Linked DNA regions of Mus musculus: region 1 is linked to region 2. Evidence: chromatin contacts called from public HiChIP or PLAC-seq data. All regions are on one chromosome and are shown on one strand. The core of a region is the stretch at or near the end of the contact, and the rest is flanking DNA. Distances in the headings are between cores, read along the strand shown.

The links. HiChIP or PLAC-seq counts read pairs in DNA pulled down with a chosen protein or histone mark.
Region 1: an H3K27ac HiChIP or PLAC-seq map of double positive thymocytes shows a contact between it and region 2, with 4 times the contacts expected there. The contact joins two enhancer-like sites. A contact is called at or near these places in 2 of 39 promoter capture datasets (the 3T3-L1 cell line and hippocampal neurons), 1 of 15 datasets of contacts at CTCF or cohesin (the NIH/3T3 cell line), 1 of 484 Hi-C or Micro-C datasets (nephron progenitors) and 5 of 115 datasets of contacts at active chromatin or transcription factors (the 230-238 cell line, double positive thymocytes, embryonic stem cells and 2 more).

Annotation. Positions count from the first base shown.
Region 1 is chr11:5,500,737-5,508,074 of GRCm38.p6, forward strand. It overlaps Gm11963 (predicted gene 11963), which reads left to right. Exons shown (of 3, transcript NR_166837.1): 2 at 1,817-1,961; 3 at 4,744-5,513. Among named protein-coding and RNA genes, the nearest start is that of Xbp1, 16 kb to the right of the region's middle. Within about 2 kb of position 5,650, at least 121 of the 459 cell types and tissues checked have an H3K27ac peak or open chromatin away from gene starts, as enhancers often do. A contact at or near this core is called in the 230-238 cell line and double positive thymocytes, where this site is marked.
Region 2 is chr11:5,173,462-5,180,642 of GRCm38.p6, forward strand. No RefSeq gene overlaps it. Among named protein-coding and RNA genes, the nearest start is that of Emid1, 25 kb to the left of the region's middle. Within about 2 kb of position 5,355, at least 69 of the 459 cell types and tissues checked have an H3K27ac peak or open chromatin away from gene starts, as enhancers often do. A contact at or near this core is called in the 230-238 cell line and double positive thymocytes, where this site is marked.

The sequences.
Region 1 (7,338 bases), core at 4,400-6,899, 330 kb after region 2:
GAGGATCACAAGTTTAAAGGGTGCCTGGATCACAGAGTGAGTCCAAGGCCAGTCTGAGCAGCTTAGCTGAGATACTTTCCTGAAAAATTATATGTTGGTATATTGTGTGTGTGTGTTGGTGGTATGTATATGTGTATATATGTGTGTTGGTGTTGTGTATGTATTGGTGTTGTATGTATGTTGGTATTGTGTGTGTTGGTAGTGTGGGGGTCAGTATTCGGGCTGTGGTGTGTATATGTGTATATATGTGTGTTGGTGTTGTGTGTGTTGGTAGTGTGGGGGTGAGGATGGGAGCTGTGTGTGTGTGTAGCAGGTGGGTATCTCAGTGGTAGAGCATTTGCCTAGCACTCATAAGGCCTTGGGATAAATTCTCAGTACAGAAAAAAAAAAAGCCAGGTGTGGTTGCAGCTGTTTCCTTACTGCTGGGAGGAAAAGAGATCGCAGCCCACCCTCGCTGATACACGGCAACCCATCCTCGCTGAGAGATGGCAGCCCACCCTTGCTGCTGAGGGCACGACCACTGCAGAGGCAGCAGGGAGGGCTCTGAATGAGAGATGGGGCCACTGGGGGATTCTCACTGCCTCCTTCGCCTGGCTCATTTCTGTACAGAGCCCTTCTCGAGGTCTAAGGCTCCGAGTTGGGTTGTTCTAAACCCCTGCCCATGTGACCTCATGCTGAGGAAGCTAAGGCCACCTGTGAGCGGGCGACCCCACAGAGGTTGTTCCAGTTGTGGTCACCCTTTTCATTTGCTTGTTCACAAGCATCTGTAACCCCAATTTCAGGCAGTCAGACACGTTTTATGGCCCTTGGTGCACACGCATACATGCAGGCACACACACATATATAATAAATAATGTTTAAAAAAATAAAGAGGCAGGGTCAGGAGTTGGGGTATCTCATTTGCTGGTGCTGTTATAGTGCATGCAGACCAGGGTGGGGTGTTCTTTTGGTGGTAGAGCAAGCTTGTAATTTCAGTGCACAGGAGGTGGAGGCAGGAGAATCAGAAACTGAAGGTTATCTTCAGTACTTCAAGGTCAGCTGGGGTTACATGAGACTATTTCAAAAGGCAGGGGGAAGAAGATAGCTTAGTCAATAGAATGTTTGCCATTCAAGCACCTATGAAAAAAAGCTGGGTGTGCTGGCACAAACTTGTGATCCCAGGGCTGGGGAGGCAGAGACAGGCAGAACCCCAGGGCTCTCTGACTACCCAGCCTGGTCCAATTGCCAAGCTCTGGGTCCCAGTGAGAGATCTTATCTTAAAAAGCAGGGGTAGGGATGTCCTGGAGAGATGGCTCAGGGGTTAAGGGCACTAGTTGCTCTTTCAGAGGACCTAGTTTGATTCCCAGCACCTACATGGCAGCTCACAACTGTCTGTATTTCTGGACCCGGGGATACTGCATGTACATGGTACACAGATATACATATAGGCAAAATGTCAATGTATATAAAAATAAATGAATGAATAAATTTCTTTTTGAAAGACTTGGCTGTGGAATGTTCTGTTAGCCTTCTGGGAGGTGCTGCTTTTCTTGGACAGATCTCTGGAGGAGCAGAGGTAAGGCTGAAGAGGAGATGGCCTGCCTTGGGAGTACCAGGCCCCCGATTCTGTCTTTGACCTCTGGCCAAGGACTAGAGAGAAAGAGGCAACCAGATATTGAAAGAGGGAGGGAAGGCTGGACTTGCTGGAAGACAGAGGAGGATGGATGCCTGTTGGCAGTGCGTGAGTCGCTGTTGGTAACAACAGTAATTAGCATTATTCCATGCTTTCTCGGACACACTCTGGGCTAAAGCATTCTCTTATGCAATCTCATTTTAGAGACAAGGAAACAGGCTCTGAGAGATTAAGCAACTCATCCCACTTGCTCAACCAGCATATGTGGGAGACCTGACAACCCGCCCTGTGTGGCCGTTTCACAAGCCAACGCCCAGCCACAGGGGACGACTGTTCCTGGGACTGGAAGGTGAGTGGTTTCTCTCCCAGTGCCCTGTGAAGTAAATGCAATTCTTCCTCCTCCTGAAGCTCTTCTCTCTCCTCCTATCTCCTTTATTCACCAAACCAGAGTTTGTTACTGTTGTTGTTGTTTTCAAAGGTTAGAGTGTCCCTAGAACATTCTCAGGAAGTCTAGACCCTGACATCACGCAAACCTACCTCCTCTTTGTCTTTGAAGGTGACCTTGGTGACTCAAGTTTAGTTGTTCACATAAATACTATTTTTTTGGAACCAATCTCAAAACACCCCGCCAGGTGCATATACTACCAAGGCCATCAGAACCAACACCGAGACCAGAGACCACTGGTGACTCATGCCTATGTTTAACACTCCGAGACGCTGTTTCAAAAACTTAAACAACTGCCAAGGGTGCCAGGCTGCACATACCTTCAACTCTAGACCCTTAGGAGGCAAAGGCAGGGGGACCTCTGAGAGTTTGAGGCCAATCTGTCTGCATAGTGAGTTCTATGACAGCCAGAGCTACACAGTGAGACCTTCTCTCAAATAAAATAAGATAAAATAAAATAACAATATGTAAAAAGTTATTATTCTGCCAGGCAGTGGTGGTGCATGCCTTTAATCCCAGAACTCAGGAGGCAGAGGCAGGTAGATATGAGTTTGGGGCCACCCTAGTCAACAGAGTGAGTTCCAGGACAGCTAGGGCTGCATAAGAGAAATCCTGTCTCAAAACAAACAAACAAGCAAACAAAAATACTATTTCCTCTTTTTATTTTTTTTTTTTGGTTTTTTGAGACAGGGTTTCTCAGTGTAGCCCTGGCTGTCCTGGAACTCACTTTGTAGACCAGGCTGGCCTCGAACTCAGAAATCCATCTGCCTCTGCCTCCCAAGTGCTGGGACTAAAGGTGTGCGCCACCAGCCCGGCTTATTTCCTCTTTTTAATGTGTTTGAATGAGTCTCCTTCCAATTTCCCTCCCTCCCTTCCAGTTCCTCCTCTGTCCACTGGAATGGTGTGAATGAGAATGGCCCCATAGGTTCATGTATTTGAATGTTTGGTTTCCAGTTGGTGGAACTGTTTAGGAAGGATGAGAAGGTTTAGACTTGTGGAGGAAGGGTGTCCCTGGGGACAGGCTTTGAAATTTTAACAGCCTTGTGAGATTCCAAGTCGCACCCCCCCCCCGCCCCGCCCCTGCCTCATGGTTGTGGATCAAGATGTGAGCCCTCAACTACTGCTTCAGAGTCACACCAGTGAAGTCTGGTGTAATTCTGATAGGCCTGCCTTTATATGTTACTTGACCTTTTCCCTTACTGCTTTTAATATTCTATCTTTATTTAGTGCATTTGTTTTTCTGATTATTATGTGTCAGGAGGAATTTCTTTTCTGGTCCAGTCTATTTGGAGTTCTGTAGGCTTCTTGTATGTTCATGGGCATATCTTTCCTTGGGTATGGGAAGTTTTCTTCTATAATTTTGTTGAAGATATTTACATGTCCTTCATTGAAAATCTTCATTTTCATCTACTCCTATTATCTGTAGTTTTGGTTTTCTCATTGTGTCCTGGATTTCCTGGATGTTTTGGGTTAGGAGCTTTTTGCATTTTGCATTTTCTTTGATTGTTGTGTCCATGTTCCCTATGGAATCTTCTGCACCTGAGTTTCCCTTTTCCATCTCTTTTATTATGTTGCTGATTGGTTCCTGATTTCTTTCATCTCCAGAGTTGACTCCCTTTGGGTTTTCTTCATTGTTTCTACTTCCATTTTTAGATCTTGGATGGTTTCGTTCAATTCTATCACCTGTTTGGTTGTGCTTTCTTGTAATTCTTTAAGGGATTTTTGTGTTTCTTCTACCTGTTTAGCAGTGTTTGCTTGTAATTCCTTGAGGGATTTTTGTGTTTCCTCTTTAAGGGCTTCTACCTGTTTAGCAGTGTTCTCCTGTATTTCTGTAAGTGAGATGTATGTATGTATGTATGTATGTATGTATGTATGTATATATGTATGTGTCTCTGTGTGTATATATATGTGTATTTGTGTGAGTGTATGTGTATATGTGTGTGTTTGTTTATATGTGTATTTGTGTATATGTCTGTGTGTTTGTATGTGTATATGTGTGTGTGTGTGAGTGTGTGTATATGCATATGTGTCTGTCTGTGTGTATTTGTGTCTCTGTGTATATGTGTGTATATGTATATGTGTTTGTATATGTGTGTCTGTGAGTACGTGTATGTGTGTGTGTGTTTGTGTGTCTGTGAGTGTGAGTGTCTGTGTATGCACACACCATGCAGACTTCATAGGATCACTAACTTGCTGAGGTTGGTTCTGTCCTCCCATATCCATGTGGGTCTTTGTTGTGGAATTGAAATCCTAAGCCTCCTCAGAGTTCGCGCTCACACCCTCCCACCCCACCCCCACCCCCGCTCTGCTGTTAGACAGCTTCTTTCCATTCCAGCCCTCACAGCTTGTGTGTGTGTGTGTGTGTGTGTGTGTGTGGTCAAATAAAAGGATTAAAAGTGAAATCAGATGTATTCATCCCCTTTGTATCTTTTCTACAGGTGTGTATACGCTTTGTCCTCTCAAAGGTCAGGAGAGGGCATTAGATCCCTTGATTGTGAAGTTACGGGTGGGATGGCTGTGACCCACCATTCGGTGTAGGAATCCAATCTGTGTTCTCTGCAAGAGCAACGAGTGCTCTTAACCACTGCACTGCCTCTCTAGACCTTTTTGGGTAAAATTTAAATCATATCAAAATAAAAGATTTCAGAAATTTCAGTGCCAATGGAGTGATTTCTTTTCTCCTCAGTGATGAAGAGGAGCCATGATGGTTAAACTTCTTTAAAAGAAAGAAGACAAACTGGCTTTCCTTGATGCCTTTGAACCTGAGTCCAGAAGACTTAGGGACAATGGATAGCTAAAATTTATTTATATCTGAAGTTGGGTGGCAGGGTGCACTCCAGAGGCAGAGGCAGAGGCAGGGGGATCTATCTCCGAGTCTGAGGTCAGCCTGGTCTACAGATCGAGTTCCAAGACAGCCAGGGCTACAAAGAAAAATCCTGCCTCAAAAAATGGAAAAAACAAAACAAAACAAACAAAATACATTAAAACAAACAAACAAACAAACAAACTGGATTTATTCTCTGCCGCGGCTGGGAGTGGACACCTTTGTTCAGCAAAATGAACCTTTTCCTGATTGTGCACTTCCAGGCCCTGGGCAAGCCGACTCTAGCACTCTGCAAAACCCCACCTCCCAAAGGAGGGTTGAACTTCTTGGAACCCTTAAAAACTACCAGTGAACTTCAGGAAGTAACCCACGCAACTCTTTCCCAGAAGAGGTCAATGGTCACAGAATCGTAAGAAACACCACTCTGACCCCGGGACTTCCTGCCTCCACACTCGGAACATCTCAAAGTTCAAACTGCTCAGGAACTGACATCCGGCTGACAGACGGGGAGTGTCGCTCAGTGGTAGAGTGCTTTCCTACATCGGGAGAGGCCCTGGCTCCTATCTCCAACTCTGTAAAGAAAAGATTAATACTATGAAACGAAAATAAACCAGGCTTTAAAGAAAACAAAAGCATGAGAAGAAGAAATCGCTTTCCCTGGGGTCTGGTTCCGTCGTCGTCCCCACCCCCGCCCCGCCCCCATGACTGAGTCAAAAGATTTCAATGCAACTGGTCAAACCAAGAGTGCCTGCAGAGATCTTGCATGTTTTCCTAAAGCCATCAGACAAGAGTACAACAAAGAATGGGCAGATGTGCTTACTCAGGACCAGAACACCTCTGACCGATTAGCATTCCTCTCTTAACCCCGCCCCCCCACCCCCCCCATGTAAACAGTTTCACCTCATAAAACCAGGTTTTTTGTTTTTTTTAAAAAATATTTGGTTAAGGGGGCTGGTGAGATGGCTCAGTGGGTAAGAGCACCCGACTGCTCTTCCAAAGGTCCGGAGTTCAAATCCCAGCAACCACATGGTGGCTCACAACCATCCATAACAAGATCTGATGCCCTCTTCCGGAGTGTCTGAAGACAGCTACAGTGTACTTACATATAATAAATAAATAAATAAATCTTTAAAAAAAAAATATTTGGTTAAAAAACAAATAAAACAAACAAACAAACAAACAAAAAAAGCAGACCAAAATCCAAAAAACTCTTGGGCTATCAAGATGGCTCAGTGACTAAAATTACCTGTCACCAAGCCTGATCCATCCTCAGGTTGACCTTTAACCTCCACACTCACACCTGCCATATGTACAGAAACATGCTCTCCAGCACACGCACACGTGCGCGCACACACACAACTAATAAACAAATAAATGCGATGCATTTTTAGAAGAACATTCTCAAAGACACGATAAACCCCAGGCTAATACATTTTACTAATTTTTTTTTTTTCTGAGACAGGGTTTCACTATGCGGCCCTAGCTGTCCTTAACTCACTCTGTAGACCAGGCTAGCTTTGAACTCAGAAATCTGCCAGCCTCTGCCTCTCCAGTACTGGGACTAAAGGTGTGTGCCACCACCCCCTGGCTTTACTTATCTTTTAAATCTTATTTAATTTCAAGCTTTTCTTACTTTTTCAACCTTGTAAATTACACCATTTAAAAAATATAGCATAGAAAACTACAGGGTTGTATCTGTAGCTTATACACGGTTGTATCTGTAGCCTCTGTAAACACAGCTTAGTCTGTTTCTCCCCTGGCACTTTTTGCAAGATTAACATTCAAATTTTATTTCACAAGAGAAATGAATTTTATATAAGAATTTGTTCTTCATCCTCAGCTGGATCATTTAAGAAAGCTTGGGTATTTTACTCCTTTCTCCCTCCCTCCCCCAAAGGGTCTTGCTATGTAATTTAGGCTAGCCTCAACTTGAGACTATCCTCCTGCTTCAGACTCCTAAGTGCTAGGATTACATCTACCCATCTTTTTTTTTTTTTTTTTTTTTTGAAGATAAAGTGATTTTATTTGAATTTTTGACGACTATATCTTGTTGTATAAAGGGAAGAGTGAAAGATAAGAATTGACCATTTCAAGGCACATTACAACACTCAGTCATTTTAATTTAATTATTGTTTTGAATATTAACATGGTTGCCTCTACACTAAATGAAGGACTTAATAAAAGATTGTAATAGGAAGAAAGTTTTGCTATAAATGTTGTTCCTTGGTATCCCCTAGAATCTTAAGCAGGTAAATTTTGTACACATGGATTCGTCCTATCCTCTTAACTACAATGTTATTTTGTTTTTATTAGCAGCTGCATAGATAATTATTGGCAGTTCCCTTCCTTGCAAAGTTGTACAATATTTATTAATTCTACAGACCTTGCTAGTCTTCTCTAAAATGAAAGACAACTGTCTGGTAAAACAAGAAAGGTCCCTCAAGCTTCAAATCTGTT
Region 2 (7,181 bases), core at 4,105-6,604:
GCACTAAAACTTAAAAAACAAAACAAAACAAAAACAACAAAACCAAACAGTTGAGAGGAACCCTCAAGGGGCTGTAATAACCTTCAAAGACTGACCTCAAAGAAGACCCCCAGGAAGGGGGCCTGAGCTTCATTAGGTCCTCTGAGGAATGGTTTCTATCCTACCATCCCTGGAACCAACACAGAGGGAAGTCCAACAAAGACGGCAGTTTAATGTGAAGCCGGGGGAAGGACAGGGAGGGTCCTGTTAGGACCCTGTCACCCACGGTGACTCTGAGCATGCTCAGGGCTGTCTCTGATGGTTAAGTCAGGAACTGCATACTTCCTCAGAAAAAACAGACTTCACTAAAATCAGCCCAACCAAGTTGGTTAAGTCATCAAGACAGCAACAGGCCCTGGAAAGCAGGAGAGTTGTTACAGCCTGTTACTGAAGATGCCTGGTCTGAGCTGTGAACAGAGGCAGGTCAGCGAGGGGACAGCTGGGAAAGACAGCGGCAGAAGGGAATGGGTAAAACGTTGGGGTCTCACTCTGTACATCAGGCTGGTCTACAGAACCTCTAGAGATCTGCCTGCCTCTGCCTCCCGAGTGCTGGGATTGAAGGTGTGCACCCCCATTCCAGCTCCAAAGGGGATCTGACTTCCCCAGCCTTGGAGGGCAGCTGAACTCACATGCACATAACCCCAAACACATGCATCATCATTTTTTTTTTAAAAGAGAGGAAGCAAGGGCTGGTGATTCATGCCCGTGAGCCCAATACTCAGAAGGCAGAGACAGGAGGATTGCCGTGAGTGTGAGGCCAGCCTGCTGGAAGAACCATCTTGGGAGAGCTGGAGCCACAGAGAGGCCCTGACACCATTGTGACCGATTGGGCCTTGGGGCAGGGGAGGAGGAGGACAGAGAGCCACCTTCGCACGTGCCTGGGCCCTCTGACCACCTCTGCATGCCCTCTATAGAGAGGGTGGGAGGTAAATGGACTGGAAACAGGCAGCTTCCTGAGGGTGTGGGTATCCCCCAAATTACCTCTGAAAGTGGGGCGTCCAGAACAGGGACTAGGCCTCAATATAAGAAAGATATAATCAGGGCAAGGAGATTATATACAAGGGGTTGGAGTGGGGCCATGGCGACGGTCCTCGTAGCCGTTGAGGAGGTGTTTATGTACGGGCACCTGATAGGACCTCAGACACAGGCAGGCTATGCAGGGCTGGGAGTTTCTAATGAGGGCTGTTTGGCCACATGGGGGATCTAACTCAGGCCTTGCACGTGCTAGGTGAGGTCCCTACGAGGAGCTGTATCCCTCAACCTGATTGATTGTTACTATGAACGGGCCTGGGAGGGTCCCGTTGCTACAGAAGCACTGGGAAGCTGTCAACAGGAGGGGCTGTCAAGTCTGCAGGGCTCAGAAAGGCAAGGAGAGGGAGAAGCGATGTGGTGGATGTCCCTCTGCAGGAGATGGCGTCGACCGGGCCTTGGCAGTGGTAGGAATTCAGAGAGTGGTTGCAGCGAGCCTGTTAGGCTGGGATACACAATGCCCATCGAAAGGCCACATGCTGAGGTTGGTCTTCAGTTGGCAATGTCACCCAGAGGCAGTAAAACCTTGAGGGCATTGACTTAGGCAGTGGGCTAATCCATCGGTGGTTGTGTGATGCTGGTGTAAGGCCTTATGGCGAGGCAGTAGAGCTAGGAAGTAGGTCACGGTCAGCATGCCCTGGAGGGTATGCCTGGGCCTGGTTCCTCCCTCTCCTCATCTGCTTCCCGGCCAGTATGTGGGCAGCACTGATCTGCCACGTGCTGGCACCGTGATGTTTTGCCACAGCAGCCAGGGACTGAGACCGTCACTCTCCATCATTTTCCTCATGTGGCCACCACAGCATCACACCCTGGCTAACACCCTGTGTCTGTGGGCCAACTGGAGCCAAAGGACCAAAGAGGTGCCCGTTACACATGTCCAGCACCAGCCCCCATGAGGCATGAGCCATCTATCCTGGAAGCAGTGGTCGAGGTGGGGTGCTTGCTCAGGGTATATATGGATGCCTGTGACATGAAGGTGGGCCATCTCTAGCTGTGACAGCAGTGGCAGTCTTTCTGGAGTGTAACCAAGATGTGCAGTCACTTGGACCTGTTATTCAGGAACTCATGTGATCAGAAAGACTCTTTCAGACCTGGTGTACAAATGTGGTCCTCCTCCGAGTCCCAGTGTGTCCTCTGAAAGGCCTGAGGCCTTCACAGCAGGAGCAGGCTCCACCTGGCATCCTTGAAGGAGCTGGGTGCATAGGCAGCTCCCAGTGCCAAAGGCCCTTGACTGACATAACCAAAGATGTGACAGCTGAGGTGGTGTCCAGCGAGAGACTCCAGGGATGCTTAAATCTATACTATGAATTCTCTCAGGAGTGACAGAGTTTCAAAGACTAAGAAACAGCAGACCAACATAGCTGCTGGTTCTGGGAAAGCCAGAGTCTACCCTGAGCCTAGAACCTTTGACATCACTCAGTGACAGATCCCAACCACGGTATTAGACAACTGTGGCCACAGATCCACACAGAGCACTCATGGCTTCCCATGGCCTTCCAGGGCTGAATCACATGGGAGTCAGGGCCAGCGCCCATGGGGAGCCCTCCAGCCACCTGTCACTGTGTTCAGAAACCCATACTTTCTGGGTTTTTGTGGTTTCTTGTTGTGGTTTGTGTGTCTGTCTGTCTGTCTGTCTGTCTGTCTGTATATCTGTCTGTCTTTCTGTCTCTGTCTCTGTGTGTCTGTGTGTGTCTTGTGTGTCTATGTTTCTGTATGTGTCTGTCTTTCTGACTTACTCTCTATGTGTCTGTCGTGTGTCTGTGTATATTGTGTATCTGTGTGTCTGTCTGTGTGTATCTGTCTATCTCTTTCTGTCTCTGTATGTCTGTGTGTCTGTCTCTGCCTGTCTGTCTGTCTGTCTGTGTAGGCCAGTGGTTGAAGTCAAGTGTCTCCCTTACCCACTCTGCACCTTAGTTTTTGAGCAGGGTCTCTCACTGAACTCAGAGGTACTGATTTGGCTAAGCTGGCTGGCCAGTGTTGTCCCAGCACTTAGACTGCAGGTACACGCCACCACACCTGGCTTTTTAACCTGGATGCTGGAGATCTGAACTCGGGTCCTCATGCTGTGTGGACCTAGGCACACACCCACTGAGTCGATTCTGTAGACTTGTATGCTGTTTTGTTGAGAAACAGAGCAGAATTCACCTCACAGGTCCCCGAGACCAGAAGGGCATAACTCAGTCCTGCCTCAAGTGAGGGGGTAGCTGTGACAGGCCGTCATGAGAACATGCTTTCAGTCTGAGGAGAAGGCAGCTCCACCTGGCACTCTGATGTCACCAGCTTCTTTTGTTCAAACAGCTGGGCTGTTTTGTCGGCCATACTTTCTGGGCAGTGCCTAAGACCAGCTGAGGTACGTTACTGCAGAGTTTTCAATGGCCGGGGCTTAAAATCTGGCTGCTGAGTCAAACTGGTGACAAAGACAGCAATTCCACTAGGAAATTCCACTGAGGCTGGAGGCCCGTGAGTTTACACTGGAATAGGCCTGGGACTCTTCGATGGTAGAGCACCCCAAGGCCCCAGGCTCAGGCTGAGCGCTGCAGAGTCTCTGAGTCTCTGAGTGTGCAGACTTCTAAGCACAGCATACTGGAGGCTGAGATAGAAGGTGGAGAGTTTGAGGCTACCTCACAAACAAACAAACAAACAAACAAACACGTGCTAGGGTAGAGCTCTTGCCTTGGCCCTGGCATGATCTCTAGTGTGGTTTAAAAAAAAAAAAACAACCCTAAAGAAGAGATTCTGGCTGCCAGCAGAGGCAGGAAGCAGGATGTGCGCATCACAGCCGCTTACCACAGCCTGAGGCAGGAAGGAAAGACTGACATAAAAACCCTTTGATCGTGGTCTCTTGATCTCTGAAAGGTTCATCTCATCACGGCTGAGAAAGGATGGGCGTCTATAACTTCTGTGTCGCCTAAGACTCACTGGATCCTCTAGAATATTCCCAACCGAGCCAATGGCCAACGCCCTGGGTAGGCTTCTGGTGAACTGAGCTAGGTGCCAGGTCAGGCGGGAGTCCTCCGCGCTCAGTGGCCTACAGCTGGTACAAGGAGACAGGTAACTTCCAGAAGGCCAGCCTGGCCAGGGTACATGGCCTCAGGCTCCACAAAGCAGAGGCCATTGTCTGTCCCAGTATTCCTTGCCATCAACACTATCATATATCCTATCATATCAGTCATATGATGTTCAGTAAATATTTATAGGTAAAATGAACCATGTAGGAGCTGGGAGATGGTTAAGAGCACTGGCTGCTCTTCCAGAGGACCCAGGTTCAGTTCCCAGCACTTACAGGGCAGCTCACAACTGCCTATAACTCCAGTTCCAGGGGATCTGACACCCTCAAACAGATATACATACAGGCAAAACACCAGTGCACAAAGAAGTAAATAAATAAATCATTAAAAAGGTCTTGGAGGGAGAAGTCTGAAAGGGTATGCTGGTACCGGGGACTATATGCACGTATGGTGGGTATACACATGTTTGGTGTGCACACAAATATCTATGTAGTATGTGCTAGACATAGATGGGCAAAGTGTTTAGCCTCAGCAGCAGAGTCTCTGGACTCAGGACTGACTATAATTTGTGGGCACCACAGTGCAAAATGAAAATATAGAGTCTCTTCTTGGAAAAATAATGAAGACTCTCAGGAGGCCAACAGCCAGAGCCAAATCAGGAGCACAGGACCCTGCAAACGCCATATACCTGGGACGGCCAGCCCTATGAGCTGCAGCCCCAAGTCCTCGCTCCCTAAGAGCTCCCGGTCCATAGGTTTGCATCCCCCCCTGCCCCCACTTCCCAGTTCCCTCTTTTTTTTTTTTTTTTTCTTTTTTATCTAGACAGGGTTTCTCTGTATAGCCCTGGCTGTCCTGGAACTCAGAAATCCGGCTGCCTCTGCCTCCGAGTGCTGGGATTAAAGGCGTGCGCCACCACGCCCCGGCCAGTCCCCTTTTTTTCTTGTAAAGCTAGGTTCCTGCCTGGCTGGTCTCAGGGTTAGCGAGCATCCCTCTGTCCCTTGCTGGGGCACTCACTGTCTGCTACTTTGTGTTGTGGTTGGAACAATGAGAATTTCTTCCCTGGGGAGATGTAAATCCCTTCCTCCCTCCCTCCCTCCTTTCCTTTCCTCCCTCCCTCCCTCTTCTAAGAACGCAATATCAAACTAGAGTTTGGTTTCATCAAGGCTCACACATGACCAGAGCATGAGTGAAGGCTTGCCTACAGGAGTATGTGTGACTCTGTAGCAGCAGACTGGAAAGTTTTCACCCACCATGGATGGTGGCTCCCCCATAGCACAGGTGGAACCCCTTTTCTCACCCCCATCTTTCTAGTCTGGTTCTTTCTAGCAGCCTCTGTGGAGATGACACTGACCATGGAGGCAAAGCCACAGTTAAACTGACAGTTTAGGTCTGCAATGCCTCCCAAAGCCATGTGTGGAAGGCGTGGCTTCCCCGTTTGTTGCTATTGAGAGGTGGTGGTACCTTTAAAGGGTAGGTCCTCTTGGAAGGTCTTTATGTCATTTGGGGTGTGTCCTTGAAGGGGATTTGTTGCAAACCTGACCCCTTTTCTTCTCTTGCTGCCTGGCCAAAAGGTGAGCAGGTTTTTCCTTAACACAAGCTCTCACTGGGATGCACTGCACAGGCCCAGAGCAGAGCAGGGCTGACTGACCACAGGCCAAACTTCCAAATCTCCAAGCCCCACAAAGCCTTGATTCAATGTTTATCCTCAAATATTTGTTACAGAGACAAAAAACTGCCAAACATGGACGCTTAGGAACAAATTCCGCTCTCTGGGCTCAGTCCCAGGTAGAGAGAGAGAGAGAGAGAGAGAGAGAGAGAGAGAGAAGGCTGAGCCTTTGGTGACAGAATTTCATAGTCAGGGTGCATTTGATGACAGCTGGCCTTCTCAGTCCCTGGTTACACCCCAGAGAAGGCCTGACTGTGACTGCTGCCCCTCAGGGTTAAATGAAATCGTATACTTGTCCTGCTTAGCCAGAAACAGTCCCTCAGGTGTTAACAAACCATCAAGGCTGCAAGTCAGCCCTGCACTCTTGTGTTTGCGCCTCGAGGGTTGGTGTGGGAAGCTTTCTGGCGATAGGTCCCTAGAGCCTGATTCAATTTAAAAGACGCTGCCAGCATCCTTCCAGAGAGCATCCCGTGGCCTTGAAGCCTCCCTCAGCAGCTTTCCCGCTTGCTGCAGACCCACTGGTAGATCAAACGTCCCAAATGTGGAGAGTTCATTACTGACTTGGTGCCATCTGCTTGGGAGGACAGGGGAGCTTGCTGGAGCTCTTTTTTCCCCCCTCTCTTTTCTTGTTCTCCTTTCTCTTTCCAAAGACATAAACTTGGACTGCCAGCACATGGGGAGGAAGGATGGGGCTGGAGATGTTTATTTTGTAGTTTTCAAAGAAAAGGACTTTTGGTCTAGTAACTGAACATTCTGCTGGCTTTGGGGACAAGCTTTGTTTGTCTCAGCAGGTGTCTCTGGGGGTGACTTGGGGTGAGGCAGGACAGTGGCATAAGTAATGCAGGACCGCAAAATGGGTCCAGACCAGTAGCTTTGGAACACCTCCAGGTGACTTGTCCAAGCAGGGCACATATTCTCCTTGGTGCTCTGGAAACACACATGGCTGCTTTCTTCTGAATGACGGGGACACTTAGATTGCCCTTGCTTTCTTGTGCCTCCCATCCTTTTTAAAGATCAATGTCATTGTATTTTCAAAATGGCACATGTAGTTCATAAATGCAAACTACTTGAGCCACATATAAACACATCAAATAAAGTGGGAATGCTCCCGTGCTCCTCCTGCCCCTCCATTGGTGCTCCCCAATCCCCTTCCTCCTCATGCCCCTCCAGAGGTGCTCACTGACAGCCTAGCTGGGGCTTTAGTGCCTATACACACACAGTCATGCACGTGTGCACTCTTTAACTTGGGCAGCCTAACAAGGCCTTCTTTAAAGGGGCTGAGGGAGGCTCAGCAGGTAGGAGTAACTGCACTTGCTGAGCACCCTCCCATATTGGATGGCTTACAACCACCTCTAAGTCCACCTCCAGAAGATACATACACTTACATGCACATACCTGCCACCCCAGCACCCCACCACACACACACACACACACACACA